Linked DNA regions of Mus musculus: all the other regions are linked to region 2. The links are chromatin contacts, called in public Hi-C maps. All regions are on one chromosome and are shown on one strand. The core of a region is the stretch at or near the end of the contact, and the rest is flanking DNA. Distances in the headings are between cores, read along the strand shown. Region 1 overlaps Gm36203 (a long non-coding RNA gene). Region 2 overlaps Bcl2l11 (BCL2-like 11 (apoptosis facilitator)). Region 3 has its middle 4.3 kb from the start of Gm39928.

Region 1 (4,388 bases), core at 989-3,488, 420 kb before region 2:
AACTTTTATTAGTCCTGCCTTTCAATTTCCTGTGTTCATGGACTGGTACTCATTCCTTTAATGCATCACAGTGAATACAAGAATGGTGTCTGGAAATGAAATCTCCAGCCCATTTCTGCCTTGAACCTTGGCCAGAAACCTTCCCTGTTCTCTCAAGAACAACAGCAGTCTTCAGGATTCAGCTATAGACATCTTATAAGGAAATGGTCATTAGTAAAAGCTAATGGATATACATTGCTAAATATATTGACATAGACATTATTTTGAAACCTTTACTATAGGAAATCTGTTCCTCCCCCAACCCCCATCCCCAACCATGGACTCTGAGTACTAGAAGTTCATAAATCAACAGTGCCACCCCTTGTGAAGACCTGCGTCCCACTCTGTGTGCTAGCAAGGTGACTGCACCCCTGGTTCTGGTTCCAGTCAAGTTGATGCTGTGAGAAGGGTAGAGGAGGGGAGGAGAGGGGATTGGGGGGGGGGGGGATGGGAGGAGAGGAGCCTGTACCTCACACCAGCAGGAGGCTGTCTTGTTTTTAGATGGAGGTGTGCTGTTGATTATGCCAACGGGAAACAGTGGGCTCAAACTGCAGGTCTCATTCCTTTCCCTTCAGTAAAGACAGGCGACTGTTGATCACTGTCCACGGCCCACTAGAAAGAGGCAGGAAAGTGAGAAGATACAGTGTCTAGAATGTTCTTCCTGAAGGGATGGGCCTGTCTTTGGGGAGGTTGCCAGTACAACTGATTCTTTCCCTAAATTTCTCTTTTTAAAAAAGATTTATTTATGTATTTTATGTATGTGAGTACTCTGTAGCTGAACAGATGGTTGTAAGCCATCATGTGGTTGCTGGGAATTGAGTATAGGACCTCTGCTTGCTCTAGTCAACCCCACTCACTCAGTCCCTGCTTGCTCCGGCCCAAAGATTTATTTATAGAACTCAGAACCTTCAGAAGAGCAGTCAGTGCTCTTACCTGCTGAGCCATCTCCCCAGCCCTTTCCTCTAAATTTCAACTGTGGGTCTAAAACTGATTTTTTTTTTAATCAAGCCATATATGTCCACGGATGTACTCCTGTCTCACCTGGTCACGCTTGGAAATTTTACACATTTGCATATTTGCACTGTTGCTTGAATGACTATGAGGGACTCCAGAGCATAAAGATCTTCAGTGGTGGCAAATTTTCAGGATGTAAGGTTTGTTTTGTTTTGTTTGGAGAAATAGCCATGTGTTTGTTGATATGAACTGAAGGTAAGTAATGAGGACACAGCCACCTGCTACACTCACTGTGGGAGGTCTGGAAAGCGGTGACCTTGCCAGAGTGAACCTGGACAGAAGCATTAGCTGCTATTTTCTGTAGGACTTTTTTTTTTAAAAAGAAAATTATTTATTTTATTTTGCGTGCATTGGTATTTTGCCTTGGTATTTTGCCTGCATGCATGTCTATGTGAGGGTATCAGACTATCTGGAACTCCAGACCGTGGTTGGAAGATTGGTTGTATGTGGGTGTCGGAAACTGAACCCAGATCCTCTGGAAGAGCGACTGGTGGTCTTAACTGCTGAGTCATCTCTCTGACTCTTAAGCTGGCTCTTCTGGATTCTTTAGAGCACACTAGACATCTTTACAATGGTGTGTTTGATTTGAAAAAAAAATGGAGAAGCAGGGACAGGAGAGATGGCTCAGCATTAAGAGCACTGGTTGCTCTTCCTAAGTTCCCAGCACCTGTATGGCAGCTCACAACAGCCTGTACTCCAGTTCCAGGGGATCTGACACTGCCTTTTGGACTCCTTGGACACTGTATGCATGTGATAAACATATGAAAATCAAGCAGAACTCATAAAGTAACAAAATTAAATTTAAAATGGAGAGAGAAGATAGTAATTTCACTGTAGGCCTTCTTTCCAATATATTATTCATGGTGCTTCTGATCCCTTGTCATATCAGAAGGACACTTCCGTTCTCCAGTTTTCCAACCTCTAAAATGAGAACAATGGAGCTTACCTCATGCACTGTTTCTAAGAGTTGAGGGAGATGCTAAATGAAAGTTGTCAGCAATAGTGGGGTAGACTCCACTTAACCCAACATCTGAGTATATACTCTGTGATATAACGCTAAAATATATGATTCAGTGTGTGTGTGCGTGTGTGTGCGCGCGTGCGTGTGTGAGCAAGCCCATATAGTGTGTCCTCCTATATTGAATTTTCTAGCTCTCTCTCCTTGGCAAGTAGAGGCATTTGGCAAGTGATACTACCATTGGCCAGTAGGTGGCAGAAGCTGTCCGTCATGGACACTAGTTTGGTTCCAGTCTCAGAAAGGGAAGATCTTTCCCTAATCTAGCCAGGGCTTTATGGCAATGCTTAATCACATGGCAAGGAACATGCAATAACTACTGGTATTTCTGTAAACACACATGCTAAGAAGCAGCTGCTAGCTAGGGAGGAGGGAACATTCAGTCAGAGGTCTCCTGAGGACAATCTATATAAGGAAAGCCCTATGAGGGTTTTGTTTTTGTTTGTTTTTTTAAATCCATCAGCCAGTCAACCTTCCTGACTCATTGAAAGAAACATCTATAATCCAGAAGACAGTGATAATACATGTTGTGGATTATAGTGTGGTTGACGGCTGCCTGTCTCCTCCACTCCCCTCACGGCTCCAATCCTGGTGTCAAGATCACCTACAGAGTGTGCCTGCAGGATTCGGTGCCTTCCGCACTGTTGCATGTGCTTGCTTCTTCTCTTGTCCTGGCAACTTGCCGGAGTTAGGCCTTTCTCGAGAGGAAAGTTTATTTGAACTTCATTCTACCATTACTAAAATTGGCACCAAATAGATCTGTAGCTGAAGACACATCTCAGCCAAACAAAAAGTGGAATCTGCCGAACACTGGGCAACAAAGGATTCAGTGCGTGCAGAAACTTTGCACAACAATTGTTAACGGTGGGAAAATACACAAGAGTATGACACTCATCATCTCAGGGTTATTTATCTGTATACAGGGCCCTGCAGTGTAGCCCAGGCTGAACTCCAGTTTGTAATCTCTAAAGCCCTGGGATTGCAAGCATTCCACCAATCCCAGATACCTTCACCACTCAAAGGTATTTAGTTGAGTAGTGCTAAGTACTCTCACATAATACAGAACTGTAGCTTACATCCATTACACTATTTGGTAAACACCAGAGGTGCCTTCAACAGCCACCAACAACTACCATCCAGATCTCTATCTCTAGGAACATGACTATTCCAAGTGCCCCATATAAATGGAATCATAGAGTACTGGTCATTTTATGATGGGACTTTTTATGTATTATGTATTACATATGATGTATTATACATTCTTGTTTTCTCTATATGTTTATTTTTAAAAATAATTTTTTATTGTTTTATTTATGTGTCTATGTGTACATATATGCATGCGAATGTGTGTGTGTTTGTGTATATGTGTGTATGTATATATGTATATTCCCATGGAGGTCACAAAAGGTTGTTGGATCCCTGGAGCTGGAGCTACAGGTGGCTGTGGGTCTGTGGAATTGAACTCCTCTGCAAGAAGAGCAAGTTCTCTCATCTCTGGGCCTCTCCAGCCCCTGAGACGATTAATGTTATATACCACCTTGACTGGGCTAAGGCGGGACCAAATAGTTGGCAGACATTGTATCTGGATGTAGTTAGTTTCTGGATGAGATTAGCATTTGAGTCTGTAACTGAGCAAAGAGGATTCACCTTCAACAACAGGGATAGGAATCACCCTGTCTGCCCAGGGCCCAAATAAACCAGATGGAAGAATGGTGCACAATCTCTTCCTGAACTGAGATGTATCTTCTCCTGAGTCTGCACTTCGAGGCTACTTATTCTCAGACCTTCAGACCTGAGGGCTCTTCACCCCTGCATCCGCAGGCCTGGGCTTCAACGAGCCACCACTCATCAGAGCTTCGTGGGTCAGGATGGTGGTACCTTGCCGTAATCCCAGCTCTGAGGAACGGAGTCATAAGAGTCTTTGGGCCAATCTGGGCTACATAGCAAGACGCCAACAGTATCAACAACAAAGGAGTGCATGGCCCAATAGCATCTGCAGCTGTAGAATGCAAGGCAGTCTGAGAAATGAAAGTCTCCCCTCAAAGCTACAATGTTGAGAGTGTAAGAGCTAAATGGAGACTGGGCTCCATCCCTGCATGCTTTATTATCTAGTTTAAGTTTCTCCTCATCACAGCTCTTTCCCTGGTGAGTTAAGCAATCACGGCAACATGGCTAGGGGTGTAGGAAGTAAGAAGGGAGTTGAGGCCAGGCCCTGGACAAGGATCCCTGGGGAACTCAAAGACTGCATATACTTCACCGCCTGACCTTCAGCTGCCCTCTTCTGCTTTCACATAAACTCATCAGTTTGATCATAAAAGCC
Region 2 (4,227 bases), core at 30-2,529:
CAGGGCCAGGACAGGTAAGCTGGATCCAACTCACACCTAGAAGGCATGTGACACCTAGGACCTCACACTCAAATTCCCAGAATGGAGAGCAATGATTGTGGACAGAGGCGACTCTGGAGTCCACACAGCGCTGCCTCTCAACGATTGAGGCTGGGAATTCCAGACTGGATCTGTGGAGTGGGATGCGAGACCAGACCCTGCGAGTAAGCTCAGCAATGCAGCTCAGATTCTGCTACAGTAGAGCGCAAATGCCAACCTCCTGTGTAGAGCTCGCACGCGACACAGCACTATGCAGAGAGCTGACCCCAGCGAGGGGGGCTTGGAGTAACAACCACATCACAACTAAAGGTAAAGGTTGAGAGAGATTTCAAATCACATCAAGAAGACCCAGAGGTGAGACCTGTGGCAACATAACCTCAAGTCCTGTTTCCTGGCAGTCAAGGTAGTGGGGCAAAAATGGTGGTGTTGGGCTGGAAAGACAGCTCAACGGCTGTGAGCATATACTGCTCTTCTTGTGTACCTGGGTTCTTTGCACCCTCAGATGGCTCATAACTGCCTGTACATCTAGTTTTAGGGGCTCCACTGCCCTCTGTCCTGAGAACAACCTGCACACACATGATGCGCACATACACATAAATAAAAGATGAATAAATAAGTCCTTTTTATAGACTGACAGTATCCTATCCCAAGTTCTTAGAGACAAAAGCGTCCGAGAATAGGCACACCCTCCGTTGGATGGGTGTTTTACATACAATGCCCACACTGAAGAGTCTTAAACTTCTAACAGGTTTGCATGTAAGGCAAGTAATCATAGGAAACTGAATTTTGGACTGTGAGACCAGGAAGGACTCTGGCAGTCTCTGCTGTAGGTGCTGACTCCTGAGAAGGCAATGCCAACGTCCTCCTGGATGGTGCACCGGCCTCCATCCTCACCACTGAGTGAGCCATCCAGGAGGCTGAGGGGTACCCACAACACAGCTATACCACGCCTCTATGGGATCCTAACCCAGCCGTCTAAACAATGTTGAGTATAGCAGCCATGAGGCCTTTCCCCTCTCTCCACCCTCAGACAGAGAATTTACTGAGATTTCCATGCTGGTTCAATGCCCACGGCTGCCTCGAGGCCAGGCAACGGCTGCCCAGGGACTGCATTCACTTCCCATTTGCCACAAAGAGAACATGTGCATCTAAACAGCCTGGGTCTCATAGCTTAGCGATCACGAGACGGCTGGAGACAGTGCACAAGAGGCACCCTACCGGTATGACGTAATGCCTCTGAACATCAGAGGAACAAATGTGCTCCCCCCACAACCCCCCAGCACAGCAAGCAAGCTGAGCGGTCGTCACAGATCTACCATGGCCACGCTGGCTTGACAGTTATGTACAGACTGCAAATATTCTCAAGGACCAAACGTGTATCCTATCTCCTCTGCGTCGTATAGCAGTAACTGTTAAAAGTGGAGGCCTTTTATAGGGACACAGAAACCACTTCACAATCTCACTCACAGCGGGAGGCTATCTCTCCACCCACCCTGGAGGTGTGACACACAGTTCTGCTTGGTGGGGATCCTGCCAGGCTGGCCTCAGAACCAGAAGCGGGTCCTGCTCTACAGCCAGCCAAACAGGGTTCAAGATTGGTAGTATGTCTCCTGTGAGAGCTACGAGGGACAAAATACTCAACTCAGGGCAGGAACATGCTGTTCTGAAATGCTAAGTGGGATGTAACACACTTTAACCACAACTAAAACCTCCTGCTTTGGTTCAGCGAGGTGAAGTCTAGGCAAGGGATGATGCAATCACCTTATTATTTTTATGTGTCTGCAGAAGGGCCAAACCGTCCTTTCTTTGCATCTTCATTTCCTCCTCCAGAGATTTAAAAAAAAAAAAAATTACCCTGAGAACCTGCCTGAAGTTCCCCTCCGGGCACCTGCACCTCCTCTTGGTTGCACGTTCACGGCTCCCTATCCCACAACGGCCGGGTAGCCCTGCAGGTGTAGCACCTGCCAGGCCCCACAGCACCCTCACACGTGGTGTGTGGTGTAGATCAACACAAGGATGTCTAGCCCAACACCCCGCCAGCCATTCGAACACACCCCAGTGCTTCAGTCTCCTCTCATATTTGCCTACACCCAGACAGATGCAGCCTGCGCCTGTAGGGTCCAACGCACTTGCTTCAAAAGCATGTCCGAAGCATGTAAAGGCAGCCAGGTGGACAGGGTTCCTGGCACCACTCAACGTGACAGAGAACGGGGTGATAATGGCACCCAGATTCTCGAGCACGCAGGGTTCAGCATCCGACACTAGAGTAGACCCCGTGGCTCTGGATGGGGTGCACTTGCTGACGAGCCAAGCTGCCCTCCCTCAGTAGCTACAGGGAACCCTCATTCAGAAAAGCAGCTCAATGCTATGGAGTGAATAACACAGCTCTTTCCGCTTGCCTCAGGGGAGAAACCGAAGCACTCGCCACCTCCAGTCACTAAACAGAGGTGGCATGTGTGGTTCAGTTCAGATATGAACAAAGCCTAAAACCAAAATGCCCAACCGCTCCCTCCAACTGCGACACACAATTGTGTCACAGACAAGAGCAGATAACAGTTCACCTTACCTCCTAGTGACTGCGTTTGCTACAAGAGGGACCTGCGACTACCATGTGAAGAGACCCCATCCTTCCGTGAGTCAGATCTAGTGTGATTTTACATTGATATTCATGCCTTTAATGGCAACAGTTTAAGAAAGCAACTTATCTTATTAAACTCCAGCTTTCAATTAATGAGGGCCTCTGGAGAACATGGCCCGAGGCCACACATCTCTGGTTGGTTTCATCCAAGCAAGCTATAATTTCGGCCTCTCCCTTGTTGGTGATTTATAGGAACCACCGTCATTTCTAAAAGCACGGAGTCAGATAGCATAGTGGGCTCCCTTTCTTAGGAAAGCGAGACGGACAGGCTTCAAGTTTAAAGTATACAAATGCTCCTGTGCATATTGCTTTAGTGAAACTTGTGTTTTATCAAAGCTGATCTGTGTGGACCCCCGTTTTAGCTCCACTTTATCTGATGCTGGGTTCTCCTGTTGTCTGTGTACACTCCAATCAACTCATGCCTGCACATGTCCCAGACCAAGGGGGAAGGAAGCAGTGTAAACCAAAAGGTGTTTCTTGTGATCAGACAAAGGGTTTCCACTCACTCACTGTCCCATCTGCAGGGGTCTTAGCTTTAGGCTGGGCACTTGGAGGACATCCCCTCAACAGCTACCCTAAAGGGCTGACAGGCCTTTCCCAGCAACCTAGCCCATGGCCAAAATACCCACAAGTGGACATCTTTCATAATTAGTGCCCACAGGTGCTGAGGACTATGTGACATGCACTTGATGTCACCTGGCCCAGGTATGGGTATAAGAGCGGCAGCTGAGCCATGGAGACGGCCCTGATGACAGCTATGGGAGATGAGTGTGAAATGGGGTTGTCGAACATTGACGCATCCCTGACACGAAGACGAAGAGGCTTCAAACATAGGCTGCAAGATATGAATGACCCTTCAGCACTCAGCTAAACGCAAACTGCCTGCTTTCTCCATGACCTTCCAACAACCAGTCCCTCTGAGCTTCTCTCTGGACCCACTGACTCCCTGAACAGCTCCCCGAAGAGCCCCTGCCATCCTCCTAAGTCTTCCAGATGGGTACCACACTGCAGAGTAGACACCAAGGTTTAGAAGGCTTGGTACAGCGCCTGGGCATAACAATCAGGAAAATCTTTCAGAAGGCACAGCCTCTCCCTAGTGCGGCTTCATCTCCTCTGTCTTAAGCTCTGGAGTCCATTCTGGAGAAAACGAATACTTCTACACTGAAGACGCCACCTTGGCTCTACACTGTCAGCGGCAGCCACCGCACACCTCTCGGTGGAAGGAACCAAAGACAGCTTGCCTCTGCACCGTTCCTACGGGAGCATAAAACCTAACCCTCGACCCATGCAAGCACCAGGTAAAAGAAATACAGGGAGTCTTTAGACTCAAACTACCTGAATCCTGCACAAATGTCGCCTCTCCAAAGACAGAGGAGTTACCAGGCCAGAGTGTTCCTTAATGCAATGCATGAGTTTAGGCCGGGTTTCCCTCCTCCAATGTCTAGGGACATTTCAGGATAGAGAAGAAGTTTAGGTCTGCAGTTCTAAGACAGCATGGGGACACTATCCATTTGCTGATTATGACTGTTACATGTGGTGACATGTAGGTA
Region 3 (4,459 bases), core at 1,687-4,186, 400 kb before region 2:
GGACCTCTGCTGTCTCCGGTCAGCCGCGCTCGCTCCGGCCCAAAGATTTAATTATTATTATAAATAAGTACACTGTAGCTGTCTTCAGACACACCAGAAGAGGGTGCTAGATCTCATTATGGATGGTTGTGAGCCACCATGTGGTTGCTGGGATTTGAACTCAGGACCTCTGGAAGAACAGTCAGTGGTCTTAACTGCTGAGCCATCTCTCTAGCCCCCAATAACTTTCACTTTTAAACATTGAAGCAAAGTCTCTCCCTGATCCTGTGTCCATTGGCTTAGCTGGCCACCTGCCCTAGGTGGCCTACAAGCTTCAGGGCTGTCTCCTCCTTCCTGGCACTGGGGTTATGAGTGTATGGCACCAAGTCTGGCTTTTTGTGTGGATGGAGGAACTGGATCTGAACTTTGGCCCTCATTCTTGTATGACAAGCACTTTATTCAGTGAGCCACCTGCCCCCAGTCCTATTGTCCACTCTTAATTGACCTCACTTGCACAAAACTATTTTTTATGTTCTAGAGAAGCAGTTCAGAAGATATTTTTCTGTAAAGGAAAAGCAGCCATCTGGAATGAAAGAAACTCAGAAATCCTTAGCGGCGTCTTGGGACGCTTTTGATGTTTTTCCTATTTATTTTTAGATGTTTGCTCCTGTGGTGTTTTTCTGTGTTTTTGACCATGTATTGTCTTACTCACATGTACTCCAATTTAAAACAATGAGGTCCTTAGATCGACACTGGGCCATCCTGAATTGCATGCAGAGGTCCTCTTGAAGTGCTTTTATACTTCTTGGATGCTGGCAGATGCCTCATAGGTGAGTTCTGTCAGAGGACTGGCCACTCTTGATGTAGTCAGAACGAAATAAGCACTGGACATCAGAATCCATCCTCTAAGGACTCGTCTGTTCTTCAGCATCAAACATGGCTTGTCTTGCTCTGCAGGCGTCTGCAAACTGCCTGCGGCCTTCTTCCAGCTCCCGTATTCTGCCTGGAGCAATCGGGTAATTAATTCCTAAGACGATAGCAAGGGGATAATGGAGGCGAAGGCAACAAGATCTGAGCAGTTCCGGAACACAGATCTGGGGGTACAGTCAGCACCCTCTTCTTCACTGCTCTGACAACAATGGGGTAGCCTTGTCATTGGCCCCCCCCCCCCGCCCTGGTCCTGTCATCCTGGGTTCAGCCTCCCTTGGCTTCTCTTCTACCTGCTTGACACCCCTTCCTCTGGACAGCGGGGGTTAGAGTCAGCTGGGATTCTCTTAGAACAGCTGGGTAGTGGGAAAACACACCTGCGGCGTACACATGCCTTTGCACATCTATGCAGACTTTCATGTGGCCCCTGGAAAGACTTACTTTCGCTTGAATACTTAAAGAATTTAGAAAAGAAATCAGAAGTATGAATATAAAATATAGTTAGCAGCAGGCTAGTGTATGCTCTATGGAGGAGGGTGCCATTGAGAGCCTGACTCTGACATCCAAGATGGCCCTTGTACCAAAAACTGCTGAGAGCAAGCTCACAGCTGGCAACAGGTTCATGCTCTCTGTGCACTGTGACTGCAGCGTCTCATTTCCCTCTCCTGGAGAGCCAGAAGGGAGCCATAACTTAATGGCCTTTCTCTTTCCCCTAACACTCATGTACCAAACCAGAGATGGCTGCTCTGAGAACCCAGCAAGAGTGTCACACCCACCAATGAAAATGCATGGGCTACAGAACCTGAAAAGGGCCTGTGAACCTGGGCCAAGAAGAGCCTGTATCTTGGAGAAGGGCCTGTCTCCTGCCATCTACACTTCTTCCTTAGAGACTTGCAGCTATGACTCTTTAGCAGGAGTCACCAGGGTTGCCAACTCTCAGGGTGTAAGTGGGAACAACGCCAGCCTTGAAAGATGGCTGGGTCACCCATGGAAGGAGTTACAGAGACAAAGTTTGGAGCTGAGACAAAAGGATGGTCCATCTAGAGACTGCCATATCCAGGGATCCATCCCATAATTAGCCTCCAAGCGATGACACCATTGCATACACTAGCAAGCCTTTGTTGCAAGGACGGTGATATAGCTGTCCCTTGTGAGACTAGGCCGGGGCCTAGCAAACACAGAAGTGGATGCTCACAGTCAACTATTGGATGGATCACAGGGCCCCCAATGGAGGAGTTAGAGAAAGTACCCAAGGAGCTAAAGGGAACTGCAACCCTATAGGTGGAACAACATTATGAACTAACCAGTACCCCAGAGCTCTTGACTCTAGCTGCATATGTATCAAAAGATGACCTAGTCGGCCATCACTGGAAAGAGAGGCCCATTGGTCAGGCAATCGTTATATACCCCAGTACAGGGGAATGCCAGGGCCAAAAAATGGGAATGGGTGGGTAGGGGAGTGGGGGGGGGGGACTTTTGGGATAGCATTGGAAATGTAATTGAAGAAAATACGTAATAAAAAAAAAAAAAAGAAAAAAGAAAAAGAAAGATGGCTGGGGCCACAGGAGACAGCTGCTAGCAGGTCTTCGTGAGACTGCCTAGTCACGGGCTATACAGGTTAAAAACAGAGATGGGGGGCCAGGACACCCTGGTTTTTAACATATACTTGTTGCTTTGGCCCCATCTTCCAAACCTAAGTAGCATCTAGCCTTCTGTACTATGGGCAAGTTGAGGCCAGACAGTGGGAAATAGTGTGTCCTACCCTTGCCATCCCATGGCCTACCTTCCCCCAAGCAGCTGTCGCATGGCTGGAAAATTGTTGATTCTTGCCTTTCACCAAACCTGCATGAGGCTTGGTTGGCATGTTGGCAGAGAGAGCCTACAAATGCTCCTAGTATGCATGGCCCAGCCACATCTCCCGCATTTTAGAATGAATAAACCTCTTGTTGAGATGCCACCCTAGCTTGGATCACTCTGTGCTAAGCCCAGGGATCTGACCCTTGTGGAATTCCCCGGATGTTAGGGTGTGGCAGTCTCCTGAGACATTTCAGGACAATGGGGTTGTGAAAAGTTCCGAAAAAGCTGCCAACACTCAGATTCTAGCTCTGACCATGATTGAAGTTCTAAAGCTCTCTGAAGCTAGGGTTCCTCAGGAGGGATAACAATAGGAAGCAAGTTACCAGGTTGCTGGGTATGAGATGAATTCATTCTTACAGAATTAGCTCAGCACCAGACGGGCTCAGGAGTCATTCACATCCCTGGATAGGGCGTAGCCTTGACCTACTTCTCCTTCTCAGAGGGAAGCAGGCTTAGTGGGCCCCTTCTCCTTGTTGGTTACACAGAGATTTCCTTTAAATCCTTTAAGTGCAGTGTTTACTATGAGGGAACTGATTTGGATCAGTTGCTGGACTTCACAAACACATCGATGATAGATGTGTCTGTCTGTTGAGCAAGAACTTCTGGGGTGGGGCCTCCACTGGCTGGTTCTATATGGGGGTCAGATATTTCAGAGTCCTAAATGAAGCCAGCTTGTGCCCAGTGTAGTTACCTTTCTTACTGCTCTGGCAAAATACCTGACAAGGCAGTTTTGGGAGTGAAGCATTTATTGTGGTTCATGGTTTAATAAGGGACACAGTCCATCAACAGGAATCTGAGGAGACACACCACACTGTCTTGGCAGCCCTGTAGCAGAGAGTAGTCAGGAAGTGAGTGGGTCCCCCCACCAGTGAATCACTTCCTCCAGGAAGGCTCTACCTCCTAGGCTCTACAACCTTCCTCCGGAACAATGCTACCAGCTGGGGATCAAGTGTTCAAACACTTGAACCTGTGTGGGACATTTTGAGTTCAAGCCGTAATGGGCTCCTTCTGAGTTAAAGCTTGCCTGAGCTGGGCAATGCAGCCCTGCCAGTGGATGAGTGGTGGTTAGGACTCGCCTAAGGGTTCTTGTGACCTGGCCCAGCACCTCCTACCTGGGATGGGACCCTCCCCCGCCTCCTGCTTTGAACATTCTCCTTAAGTGCTGGGCTGGGGTGAGGATTTACTCACGTGCCCTGTCCTGTTCCCTCTCCCATGTGCTGACTCACCTGTGGTTTCAGTTCCCAGAACCTCTTGTGCTGTGTTTTGGTTGCGGGAGTCATGTGTGCACCTTGCCTCTTCCCACGGCTGAGGCTGAGCCCGAGCCTGGCCTTACTCCTGTTACCACATCCAGACCTTCCCAGAAAACATTGCAAGCATACACCATGCAATTTTCTAACTCGTGAGAAAAGAAGTAGAGAGTGACGTGCCATGCCGTCCATTTTTAGTTCAACAAAAATGACATACCCAAACCAACTTCTTGCTTAGCTTACCTTCTAGAAACGTTCAGAAACCTTGAGATCCACTGGTAGCATCCATCTCTAGCCTCTGCCCTGCAAGCCAGGCCCCTGACACAGGCTGTCCATCTCTCCCAACCACAGCGCTGGTCTCCCAGGGCAGAGGAGGCCTTCTCCCTTTTCCTTTGCTTTAGCTCTGGACACATTGTAGCTGGATGGGGAACCCTTGAGGAGAGGTTTTA

What was found. A called contact is a pair of places that touch in the nucleus more often than the background predicts.
Region 1: a Hi-C map of bone marrow-derived macrophages shows a contact between it and region 2, with 30 read pairs. The contact joins two enhancer-like sites. A contact is called at or near these places in 4 of 484 Hi-C or Micro-C datasets (B cells, the CH12 cell line, bone marrow-derived macrophages and 1 more), 4 of 115 datasets of contacts at active chromatin or transcription factors (T-cell acute lymphoblastic leukemia, epiblast stem cells, large pre-B cells and 1 more) and 1 of 9 other capture datasets (embryonic stem cells).
Region 3: a contact with region 2 is called in a Hi-C map of bone marrow-derived macrophages, with 19 read pairs. The contact joins two enhancer-like sites. A contact is called at or near these places in 2 of 484 Hi-C or Micro-C datasets (bone marrow-derived macrophages and nephron progenitors), 1 of 115 datasets of contacts at active chromatin or transcription factors (T-cell acute lymphoblastic leukemia) and 1 of 9 other capture datasets (embryonic stem cells).

The regions. Positions count from the first base shown.
Region 1 is chr2:128,571,286-128,575,673 of GRCm38.p6, reverse strand. It overlaps Gm36203 (a long non-coding RNA gene), which reads left to right. Exons shown (of 9, transcript XR_866725.3): 6 at 282-398; 7 at 1,048-1,193; 8 at 3,890-4,129. Among named protein-coding and RNA genes, the nearest start is that of Gm36203, 18 kb to the left of the region's middle. Within about 2 kb of position 2,238, at least 34 of the 459 cell types and tissues checked have an H3K27ac peak or open chromatin away from gene starts, as enhancers often do. A contact at or near this core is called in bone marrow-derived macrophages, where this site is marked.
Region 2 is chr2:128,150,718-128,154,944 of GRCm38.p6, reverse strand. All of the region lies in intron 3 of Bcl2l11 (BCL2-like 11 (apoptosis facilitator)), which reads right to left. Among named protein-coding and RNA genes, the nearest start is that of Gm14009, 17 kb to the left of the region's middle. Within about 2 kb of position 1,279, at least 77 of the 459 cell types and tissues checked have an H3K27ac peak or open chromatin away from gene starts, as enhancers often do. A contact at or near this core is called in bone marrow-derived macrophages, where this site is marked.
Region 3 is chr2:128,551,763-128,556,221 of GRCm38.p6, reverse strand. No RefSeq gene overlaps it. Among named protein-coding and RNA genes, the nearest start is that of Gm39928, 4.3 kb to the right of the region's middle. Within about 2 kb of position 2,936, at least 26 of the 459 cell types and tissues checked have an H3K27ac peak or open chromatin away from gene starts, as enhancers often do. A contact at or near this core is called in bone marrow-derived macrophages, where this site is marked.